Linked DNA regions of Mus musculus: region 1 is linked to region 2. Evidence: chromatin contacts called from public HiChIP or PLAC-seq data. All regions are on one chromosome and are shown on one strand. The core of a region is the stretch at or near the end of the contact, and the rest is flanking DNA. Distances in the headings are between cores, read along the strand shown. Region 1 overlaps Sesn3 (sestrin 3). Region 2 has its middle 91 kb from the start of Fam76b.

What was found. HiChIP or PLAC-seq counts read pairs in DNA pulled down with a chosen protein or histone mark.
Region 1: a contact with region 2 is called in an H3K4me3 HiChIP or PLAC-seq map of embryonic basal ganglia, with 4 times the contacts expected there. The contact joins two enhancer-like sites. A contact is called at or near these places in 2 of 484 Hi-C or Micro-C datasets (CD8 T cells and bone marrow-derived macrophages), 3 of 115 datasets of contacts at active chromatin or transcription factors (CD8 T cells, double positive thymocytes and embryonic basal ganglia) and 2 of 9 other capture datasets (adipose tissue and liver).

Annotation. Positions count from the first base shown.
Region 1 is chr9:14,302,346-14,307,459 of GRCm38.p6, reverse strand. Sesn3 (sestrin 3) reads right to left here. Exons shown (of 10, transcript NM_030261.4): 2 at 1,196-1,261. Among named protein-coding and RNA genes, the nearest start is that of Sesn3, 29 kb to the right of the region's middle. Within about 2 kb of position 3,034, at least 26 of the 459 cell types and tissues checked have an H3K27ac peak or open chromatin away from gene starts, as enhancers often do. A contact at or near this core is called in embryonic basal ganglia, where this site is marked.
Region 2 is chr9:13,915,919-13,921,653 of GRCm38.p6, reverse strand. No RefSeq gene overlaps it. Among named protein-coding and RNA genes, the nearest start is that of Fam76b, 91 kb to the right of the region's middle. Within about 2 kb of position 2,648, at least 45 of the 459 cell types and tissues checked have an H3K27ac peak or open chromatin away from gene starts, as enhancers often do. A contact at or near this core is called in embryonic basal ganglia, where this site is marked.

The DNA of each region.
Region 1 (5,114 bases), core at 1,785-4,284, 390 kb before region 2:
GTTACCCCAGGGAAGTATAAATTATACAAAGGAACTGTTTGTGTAGAAAGACTTAATCTTAAATGGAGTGTGTCTGAAAGTGAGAAATGCTAGTTATCCTGGCTTAAAAACAAAAGGAAACTTCACCTCAGTTCATTATCGGACTCTGAGCACTTTCATTTGGTCCATCTCCCTGTTCTGTCAACCATGGGGACTGAGCTGATAGGTGAAAAACAACAGGGATCCAGGCCCAAATATAATTAGGGCTAGAGTTCTTTCCTATGTTTGATTTGCTTTCTCCAGATGTTTCTTAGTTCTCACAAGACTTTCACAAAACGTTACTAGATTCATATGCTGCATTAGATCCTAAAAAATTAGATTATCTTCAGATACATGCTACAAAAATGACTCAGGAGGCCACTCATATGTTAGGCCATCATCCTGCAAGTGCAACCATGAGCCACAAGGCAAAGAGGCACGTGCAATATAGTGCCTCTTGTACACTACACTGCCACATCTGACCTCTGGAGACACATCACTTTCACTTGAGTTCTAGTTCAATGCAAAGGCCACTAAATCAGGGACAGGAAAGTGAAGCAAGGCTCCTAGTTATTTAAGATAAAAATGTCTGTGCACACACAGAGAGCGCACCTATGAGACAACTGCATCCGTGTGCCCCAGGCACTCCTTAAGCAGACAAGTATGTCCTTAACAGTGGTCCTCAGCCTGGTGACAGCTAAGGGGCATGTAGGAATGCATACAGACCCCATGCCTCAAGATATACACCAACAAAGCAAGCAAAAACCTTACTGTGCCACTGTCAACCTTCATACCTGGCAGTTAACATCTTGTTACCAAATCCTTACCAAAGATGCACAATTGTTGTATTGGAGCGTTTGTGGGATCCTGTCAATCAAATGTGTAAATGAGAAGAGTAACTACCAGTAATGAAAGCACTGTCTACTGTCCTTTAAAGGTGTAGTTGCAAACTCATGTTTTACTTCAAAATACTGTTTATCCCAATTATGTGATTTAAGTTCTGTGAAATGCTGGTCTCTTTAAACCTTAAAAACCTTTAGACTGTCTTAATGAATCTGAAAAAACATGACTAACAACACACTAAAGAGCAAAGCACACCTACTTTTAAATGGAAAAATAGATGCAGCTTTAGAGTTAGTTTTTGACTAGATAATGTATTAAAAACAAATGGCCATACTTCCTTCTCTGGAATAAAGGCACTTGGTCCTCTTGTCAGGGGTTGAGACACTCGGATTCTTTTGTCCTGTTTGTAAAAGAAAAGTTCAATGTGTTAAGATGACTTACCAAGAAAATTTAAATTGGTAGATATTTTCAGCCAACGTAGTAAAATAAATAAGTCAATATAATTATGTAAAACTCAAAGAAGTCTGGGGTTCAGATCAAAGAAAACCCAGAGCAGCACCAGTTGTGTTTATGTGAGCTAAAGGGACAGGCCTCTACACCTCATTGATGGGGGAAAACTCAGTTATTTACTACAAGGCCTTAGCTCACACTTTACATGAGGGAAAGCCCTTAACCTTCACAATCAATTCATACCTGTTGGTACACTGCTACAGTAGGAAATTGTTGAGGAATACTAATATTTTTGTTCATACTAAGTCTCTCTATATAAATTATGAAATTGTTAATGAGATTGCTTCCTTCTCCATGGGTGAGGTTAGGTCAGAAATAGACCAAACAGGCCCCTTGAACTCCTTAGCCAGGAAAAGAGATGCAGGAAAATGGCCACTTGATCTTCTCAGATAAAAGTAACACTCTGAGTTAAGAATCAGTTCTCTGATGCCACAAGATGACACTTTGGACAGCAGCATGGTTATAGACTCAATAGGAATATTAAGGATATTATATAATAAAATAATAAGAAAAATATTAGAGACCTTGTGGCTACTAGAAAAGCTTGGTTTAAAAGCTTTAGATGCCTCAAAATCTCCTGAGGAAACTTCTTTTTTATTATTATTAGATATTTTCTTTATTTACATTTCAAATTTTATCCCCTTTCCTCATTTCCCCTCCGAAAATCCCCCATCCCATCCCCCCGCCCCCTGCCCACTAACCCACCCACTCCTGCTTCCCTGCCCTGGCATTCCCCTACACTGGGGCATCGAGCCTTCACAAGACCAAGGGCCTCTCCTCTCACTGATGTCCCACAAGGCCATCCTCTGCTACATGTGCAGCTGGAGCCTTGAGTCCCTCCATGTGTATTCTTTGGTTGGTGGTTTAGTCCCTGGGAGCTCTGGGGTACTGGTTGGTTCATATTGCTGTTCCTCCTATGGGCTGCAGACCCCTTCAGCTCCTTGGGTCCTTTCTCTAGCTCTGAGGAAACTTCTAAGGTAAGAACGTAACTCGGGTGGTTCCTTGTCTCAAAGTGACAAAGTCTTCTCTCTATGATCCAGTCTCTTGGCTACAGCCTATGCTAAGACCCCAACAATCAAACAGAAGCTGATTGGTAGCCCGTGGAAGGGATTGGCTACCCACTGGTATACCCATGGATTCCTGGGTATATAAGTTCTGTCCAAACCAAGTTAGACTAATTAGCACACGTTAATAATTTCCCAGGACTATACAGTAGCTACGTGAACACGATGCAATCAGAGAGCCAAGAGAAACAAAATGCTGCTCGAATGCAGAGGCGAGAGGGAACAAAAGGAAAGCCCAGGGTGGGTGTCAACAGAGAAGCCCGAGGCGTTGCTATGGAGTCCTGGAAAAAGTAGAGCTGAAGCATGGTCATTGAAATTCATTCTTTTCCTTCCTCTCTCCCCTTGGTAGTGGGCAACTTTAGTCTTTTTTGTCCTTTACAAATCAAAGAGCCTACCAAAAACAAAATAGTTATTTAAATCCTTTAAGTCCTGTACTTCATTAGGAAGCAGTTTTACAACAAATTGGCAAAAGTAGGCAGTTGGGTATTCAACAATGATTTATTTGAGAGCCTAATTGAATATTGTGATAGACCATGTAGAGGGGTAAGAAAACAGACACAGCCCCAACCCTTCTGAGTCTGGCACACACTCTCCATCAGCTGTCAGTGTTCTAGCAACATGTATGCATCACACGACACTTTAAACTGTTTAAGTTTCCAAACAAGTAACACATCTAGATGACAAAATGATGACAAATCACCCTCAATTGACTGCCCGAGTACACTGGAGGGTGGCATGTGAACTGGAGTCATTCAGAATTTCTCATACTGGGATTTCTTGTCTACATCAACTGTAGTCTATCTAGAAAATGGATTCAGAATAGGAGATCTATATTCTCTTAGTTCCACCTGCCAATGACAACAAATGAAATGATAAGACAATCGTGGTAGTGCACACCTGCAATCCCAGCACTTAGCAGGATCAGACAGGGAGATCATGAGTTTGAGACTAGACTGGGCTACACGGCCATCTTGTCTCTAAATACATAAAAGTAAGGATAAAAAAACAAAAACAAAAACAAACAAACAAACAAAAAACCCAAAACGCACCCTACTGTCTGTAGAACTTCGTGGTGAACTAGTTATCCAGGAACAGCAACTTGCTGGAAATCTAATCACTTCAAATAAACGATCATCTAAGAGGCTGATTACAAAGGGGACAATCAAGTCTGAAGAAAAACAAATGTAACTATGGAGACAAGTGAATACTACAAAATAAGAAAATACACAAAATGCAGAAAAAATGTAGGGGAATAAAATCCACACCCTCTTATGTGGAAGCATACAAGGAATTTCTGGAGACAGACTGAGGTACTACTGTTATACTTGATAAAAATCCCAAGTTAACACATTAATCAACTTAATTCACCTTTACAGTTTGAAACTGCTACTTTCCTTAGAAAATTACATGCTGGAACAGCCAACATTTCAATATAAAATGTGTTTTCATTGTAACACAACTGCAGGTTCTTGCTAGCATCGATCCTCTAGTTTTTAAGCAGCTACTAAGAAGGCAGATATACACAGCTAAGTACATCACTTGCCCCACACTGGTGGGCACACACACTCTGTGGCCAGGACAAGAGTGTTCCCAGCCATCAGCTATCTAGCTAGCTGTTCCAAGCGCAGGGATGTGCATTTCGGTTATGACTGATACTGGTGGGAACCTAATGTATGACAAGAGGCCTGTGCCACAGCTCCTGAGCTTTAGAATAGTTTCTGCAGCAAGATGACTTCCTGGGGTTTAAACTATAATTAGCCTTTAAAGAGTTGCAAACTGCTACAGAAGAGCAGAAATGCTCATTTTCACCCCACTGATTTCAAAAGGATAATGTGCTTGGGTTCTTTTACTTTATGTTTATTTGAGAAAAGAGATGAGGACCAGAGCTGTGTTTGCCACGTTATTCTGGGGGTGGCACTGCTTCTGGGCCATCAAGAGGAAAATGGCAGAACTCTGGTGAGAGCCCAGGAGAACGGTGGAACAGACTGACTTGAGAGCACCATTTGTTCAGTAAATTGAACCAAGAGCTAACACCATCTTATTTTGTCTCCCCCCCCCTCTCATACACACACAAACACACACACACACACACACACACACACACACTCAGGAGTACATATTATACACTATATTGCTATTACACATATGTAGTATATAAAAATGTGTATATGTACAAATATACTGTCATGGTTTGTATATGCTTGGCCCAGGGAGTGGCACTATTTAGAGGTGTGGCCTTGTTGGAGTAAGTGTGGCTTTGTAGGAGTAAGTGTGCCACTGTGGGGGTGGGTTTTAAGACCCTCATCCTAGCTGCCTGGAAGCCAGTTTTCTCCTGTTTGCCTTCAGAACAAGATGTAGACCTCTCAGCATCTCCTGCTCCATGTCTGCCTGGATGCTGCCATGCTCCTACCTTGATAATAATGGACTGAACCTCTGAACCTGTAAGCCAGTCCTAACTAAATGTTGCCCTTATAAGAGTTGCTTTAGTCATGATGTCTGTTCACAGCAGTAAAACCAAAACATATACGTACACATATACTGTATATATCTATGCACGGTTTTGTTTTGAGACAGGTCCTTTTATGCTATGTAGCTCTGACCAGCCTGGAACGCAATCGTGCAGAGCAAGCTGGATCTTAGCAACTTTCCAGCCTCTTACCTCTCTTGGATTACAAGTGT
Region 2 (5,735 bases), core at 1,399-3,898:
GCTGGCTGGCAGTAATCATTAGTTTCGGGGCTCTGAAAATTATAACTGCTCCTGATTCTGGCCTAGTATTCCTGTTTTCCTCTTCTCTGCCTTGTTAGGAGCAGTCAGCACTGTGAACAATACCAGGCCCCTCCCACCATGATTGGATGAAATGTCTCAGGAATTGTGAGCCACAGTAACTTTTCCTTCCTTAAGCTGTTTTCTCACAGTGGCAGAAGCAGCTGATCTGACCCAGGAGCTGGAGGGTAGCTCCTTCTGTGGTCTTGACTCCCACTTCACTGGTCATGAGCAGTGCTGAGCTAAAAGGAGTCACGTGAGAGAGTAAGAGCTGGAAAATACAAACGCTAATCTGAATCGTCAATGCTGAGTGCTCGACAGCAGACGAACCAGAACAGAAGAATCATTGAACTTCAAAGACCAGTCATCTGAAAGGACTCGGGCAGAGAGACAAAAATAAAAAATGAAAATGTCAAGAAGGCACAGGGACCTCTGAGACATCATCTAATGGTGACTGGTGTTTTAGCAGTTTTCCCAAACAAGAAAAAGTAAACAGGAATAACTAGGAAAAGAACGCCTCCTTTTCTGGATGCAAGATGCCCAACAAACTCCAAACATGAAGGCCAAAAGTTTACACCAAAACACAGTACCTCAGCTGTTAAAAATCAAATGTCAAGAAAACGCTGTGGAAGAATCCAGAGGAAAGCAGATTTCCCCTTCCAAGGCAATGTCTATGGAACTGTGAGGAGATTTCTCAGAAAAAGAAAAACCTTTGCAATCCAGAGGACTATGCTGTCATGGTCACATTGCTGAAAGACAAGAAAGCTACCAAGCAGTAATGCTGGACTGAATCCAGCTGTCCTTCAGAAAGAAATGGGAAATGCTGACTTTCCAAACAAACAAAAGTAACTAGAATTGCCTCACTGAGAGCACTAAAGTGAGTCTTCAAGTTGAAATAAAGGTCTACCAAAGATCAAAATTCAATCATATGAAAATATAAAGTAAATATACATATAACTACAGATTAGTATAATTCTGAAAAATATTCTAACATCAAGATTAAAATATAAAAATATTCAAAACAATCATAATTACAAAGATATTTCCATGGCACACAATACAAAATATGTAAACTTTGAGATCAATAAAAGAAAGCACAGTGAGAAAAAACTTCAAGTTCACCAGTATAAGCAATTATTGAAATTACTATCAACATAAGGAAAATGCTACAATTGAACCACAGTTTAGATAAGCCCGACAAAACCCACACACCAAAAAATTCTACTGCAAAAAAATTTGTATTTACTAATTTGAAAATTGTGACTTGCTGTCTTGAAATTGGGCTACAATTTGCTACTTGTGTTTATAGCTTAGCCCTGAAACCATGCAAGTTACTTATTTCCTGTCAATCATGTTTGGCCATCTACACACCAAGATGCCTGAGGGCAGCGACTCATACACGCTCTTAAAGCAAGCTTCATGGAAGCCATCTCAAACCTTCAGTGAGACTTTAGTCAGAGGGAATGAAGATTTGCTCAGAGTAATTTCATCTGAAGATGAAAATTCACCGCAGAACCCTCTGGGGCAGCCAGCAGTACCGATGCCACACTGTCTGGTCTTTTGGGCTCCCTCAGCACTGCTTGAGCATAGTTCTTACCAGAACCCCGTGGCTTGCCCGTGAGGCTTGAGCCTAAAATGGTCAGTGAGCCTGCTGTGCACTGAGTGTGCACATCTGCACTCTATCAGTCATGTATCGCACACATTGCTGTGGAGCAGAGCACATTTTCTGAAATATAAGAATCTTGGCACCATGATGCAGGGAGCAGTGTCTGTCTTGCTATTGAATTCACAACGGTAAGTATTTTATATATAAGGCAATCCACAAATATTTGCTGAACAATTTCCCCATGAAGAGGATTTCTTTTCTTTATCAGCTGTCTGAAGAGCAGAGGCTGAGATGGGCCCTTTCAGGCACCCGTCTCCAATGCCTGATTGCTCTGCTGGAGGGGGAGGGGAGGCAGAACTAAACAGGAAATGTGTTTATTTAGATCTCCTCTTTGGTGGAAGAACTTTTTCTTGAAGAAGTTTATGGTATAGTAGCCACCATAATTAAAATATAGTGTGTGAATATATATGAAAGGTAGTGTTATGATTTCTGCTTATTGCCAAAATTTTTTTAAAAGTTGGGAAAATTAAAACTATTCAGGTCTTGTCTCATCGAAATCTACCCTTTCACGGCAACAGAGTCAGTGCTCACCTCCTTCCACTCCTGAGCAAAGTGACACAGAGGTCTGATTGGCTGGCTGGGGCTCATGAAGCCAGTCAGTTTCCAGTTTTAATTCTGGGGCTTTATTGGATGGGGTCCTCTTATATTCTTAGTAAGGTTCCTTTTATTTTTGAGTATGCAGAACATTTACTCAAGTAAGCTCAGAATAGTTCAGACTTATGAAGGAAATAAGAGAGACCGGAGACAACAGGTGAGGCTCTAAGGATGTGGCCTCAAGCTTCCCCTGTTATCCCCAGCACAGCCAATCTTCAGCCTCACGTCCTCTCAGTAAGAAACGATTACAATGATGAGGACATTACAGCAATTCCTTTGCTTTTATTTGTCTTCTGACCGAGCTGCCTAGTTGGGAGGGTTGCTATGGAGACAGTGGTGCCATGGGCAACACAGTGCACTACATTGAAGTCTCAGAGAATCAATGTTGGGGCTTGTTGGAGAGTTTCCTGGGCAAGTTTATTGTACTGAACGAGAGAATGGGAATCTGACCTGAGTGAGTAAAAGCAGTCCAAAACATTGTGTCTGTGGAGGGCCAATTAGGTTGCTCACTGGACACTTTGGAGAGGAAACTGCCCATACTGTTCAGACACACCAAGTGAGAGAATGAAGGGTGCTAGTCTGACGGGCTGCTTCAGAGATCGTAATACTTCTTTCAGGAGGCTAGCAGAGTCTTTATTGGATTTTGCAGGCATATTGAAAATCCACTGTGATAGCAAATGAAATAAGAACCTCCTAGACTAAATAAACCAGAATGAATGGGCTTTAGCTAAGGTCTTGAAGCACTTGGGACACCTGCACTATGGTGCTCATCATTGTCCGACCCTGGCTTTCCAAACCCAAGGCTTCTTTATACACCAGTTTTCACCCATGGTATTCTGATGGCTCACCACAGGCTCTCTTTTTCTCTCCTCATTCCAGCAGTCATATAGTCATATAGATCATAGCCTTCCACAGAAAAAGTATTCTCTCTCTCTCTCTCTCTCTCTCTCTCTCTCTCTCTCTCTGTGTGTGTGTGTGTGTGTGTGTGTGTGTGTGTGTGTGTGTGTGTTACATGGAAAGGAAACTAGAGAGGAAACAAACAAAGGAAACTAGAGATTGTACATCTGGGTATAACAGAGCAGAGACACTGGGCGATTCACTCTGGGAACAGGTATGAACAATGCAAGTTCATCGTGATTGTCTACATCAGGGACTTGGGCTCCCAGCTATCACAAGGTTCTCTAAAAGTCACAGGGACTATGATAGTTTAGTTTAGTTTAGTTTAGTTTAGTTTAGTTTAGTTTAGTTTTGTTTTTCGAGACAGGGTTTCTCTGGGTAGCCCTGGCTGTCCTGGAACTCACTCTGTAGACCAGGCTGGCTTCGAACTCAGAAGTCCGCCTGCCTCTGCCTCCCAAGTGCTGAGATTAAAGGTGTATGCCACCAATGCCTGGCGATATTTTAGTGTAAGATTTTCAATCATAAATTCCATGTGGCAAGAATTTTCAAGCGGATGGAATTACATCACAACCACCACATTGAAACAAAGACCAGAGTGAATGAACACCTGTTTACCTCCTGTCTTTGTTTTAGGTGAAGTGTATGAAATATAAACATCATCTCATTAAAGGAAGGTTTAATGGCATTTAGTACATCTACAATGCTGTGTATCCTTATCTGGCTCCAAATTATCCATATCATTTACAAACTAAAGTCTGATGTCAGCCATAGTGGAGCACACGTTTAAGGTCAGTAACTGGGATACAAAAGCAGGCAGATCTGTTCGGTGTCCATGCCATGCTTGCAACATACCTGGGATGTTCCAGTTTGCTGCATGTTCTACTGGAGTTAAAGGATGTTTTCTAATGATGACTGTGAAGCCTATGGCCATTGATATTTGTTGGCAGTGACCTGTAGCTAAAATCATGGCCCAGGCAATAGGAATATGATGTACAAGAGAGATACTCTTACCCACTCAACCTGCTTTCTGCCTGTCTGTCGGTCTTGTTTGTCTGTCTGCTATCTGTTGAGGTAGGCTCTTATATAACCCAGACTAGCCTCAAACTGACTATGTAGCTGAGTATGATCTTGAGTTCATGATCCTCTGCTTCTACTCCCCAAGTGTTGGAGCTACAGGTATGGACCACCAAGCTGGGCTTTCAGAGACCAAACTCAGGAGTCAGAGATAAAAATGTTAGTGACTAGCGTTTGAACTGGGGCAAGTCAGTCAAGTCCTCTAAGCTTCATTTTTCCCCTGTAAATGGGAAATGGTGACAGGTAGCATATAACACTTTTGTAAAAATACGGCGGCACACTGTATTGAAAATCCCTATGAGACACTAGGTGCCGGTGCCAATAGATGGTAATTTTACTTTCGTTTCCTTTTGTTATCAGCCCAAGCACAGAGGACACCTGAACTTTGAAGAAGTGCGTGGACTCATTGGACCTGGTCTGTGACAGCCACACCCCTCAGAAGGGAAACAAGGCGTTTTTCACCCTTTAGAAGCTGCAGGTCATCACAGAAGCCCTTTCTGAACCAGACCCACCTTCCTGTGCCCAGGCTGGCTTTTTACAGAGTCCCATTGGACTTCTAAACTGCCTAACTTCATTTAAGTAGAAAAAAACATTTGCTTCTTGCTAGGCTCATGAAAACTTTCCAATAACAAGGTTGGCTGACTTCTAATAGCTTTGAACATTCAGTATTTGACTGTAGGTTCCATACTATTATGTCTCTGTAAGATTCTAATCTCTCCTTAATCAGACTGCACACTGCTCAGAAGGAAAAGGACATGGTATATTTTTTAAAAAATACATTTTAAAATTCCACCAAGAGCCAATTTGGCAAGAGATAAATTAATAGAAACTAAGAGAATTCATCAACCAGCAGCCAAACATTACTGATGCCTCTAATAAAGGCAAGCTTGGCCCAGGCTGCTCAGGTTGGGATGGTGTGACTGTCAACTAGCAGATCCCGGAAACAGCATCAACAACTTAACGTCTGACAAAACCCTGATAGCCTGCGTGGGTCCCCTCCCCAGGACACTGTCACTCTGTGCAGAGCTGAGACTGCTCCAGAATTTGAGCTGGAAGCTCAGGGGACAGAAGTCCTGCCAGAGCATGTTCTAGTGGCCCTGTTCACACCCTCTGTTCAGCACAAAGGGACAGCACTGACAGCCTGTCTGTCCTTTCTCTCTTATCCTTGCCTTACAGATTCAGTCCTTTAGTTAGTTATTATGGTGGCTTGCATGAGAATGGCCCTCATAGACTCATATATTTGAATTCATTTGTCAAGGAGTAGCATTAGGAAGTGTTGCCTTGTTGAAGCAAGTGTGTCATGGGAGGGGGGCGGGGGTGTCAAAAGCCCAAGCCTGTTCCAGTGCCCCTTCCTCTCCTGCTACCTGAAGATTCAGTTGTAAAACTCCCAGCTCCTTCTCTAGCACCATGTCTGCCTTCATGCTACCATGCTTCCAGCCATGCTGAT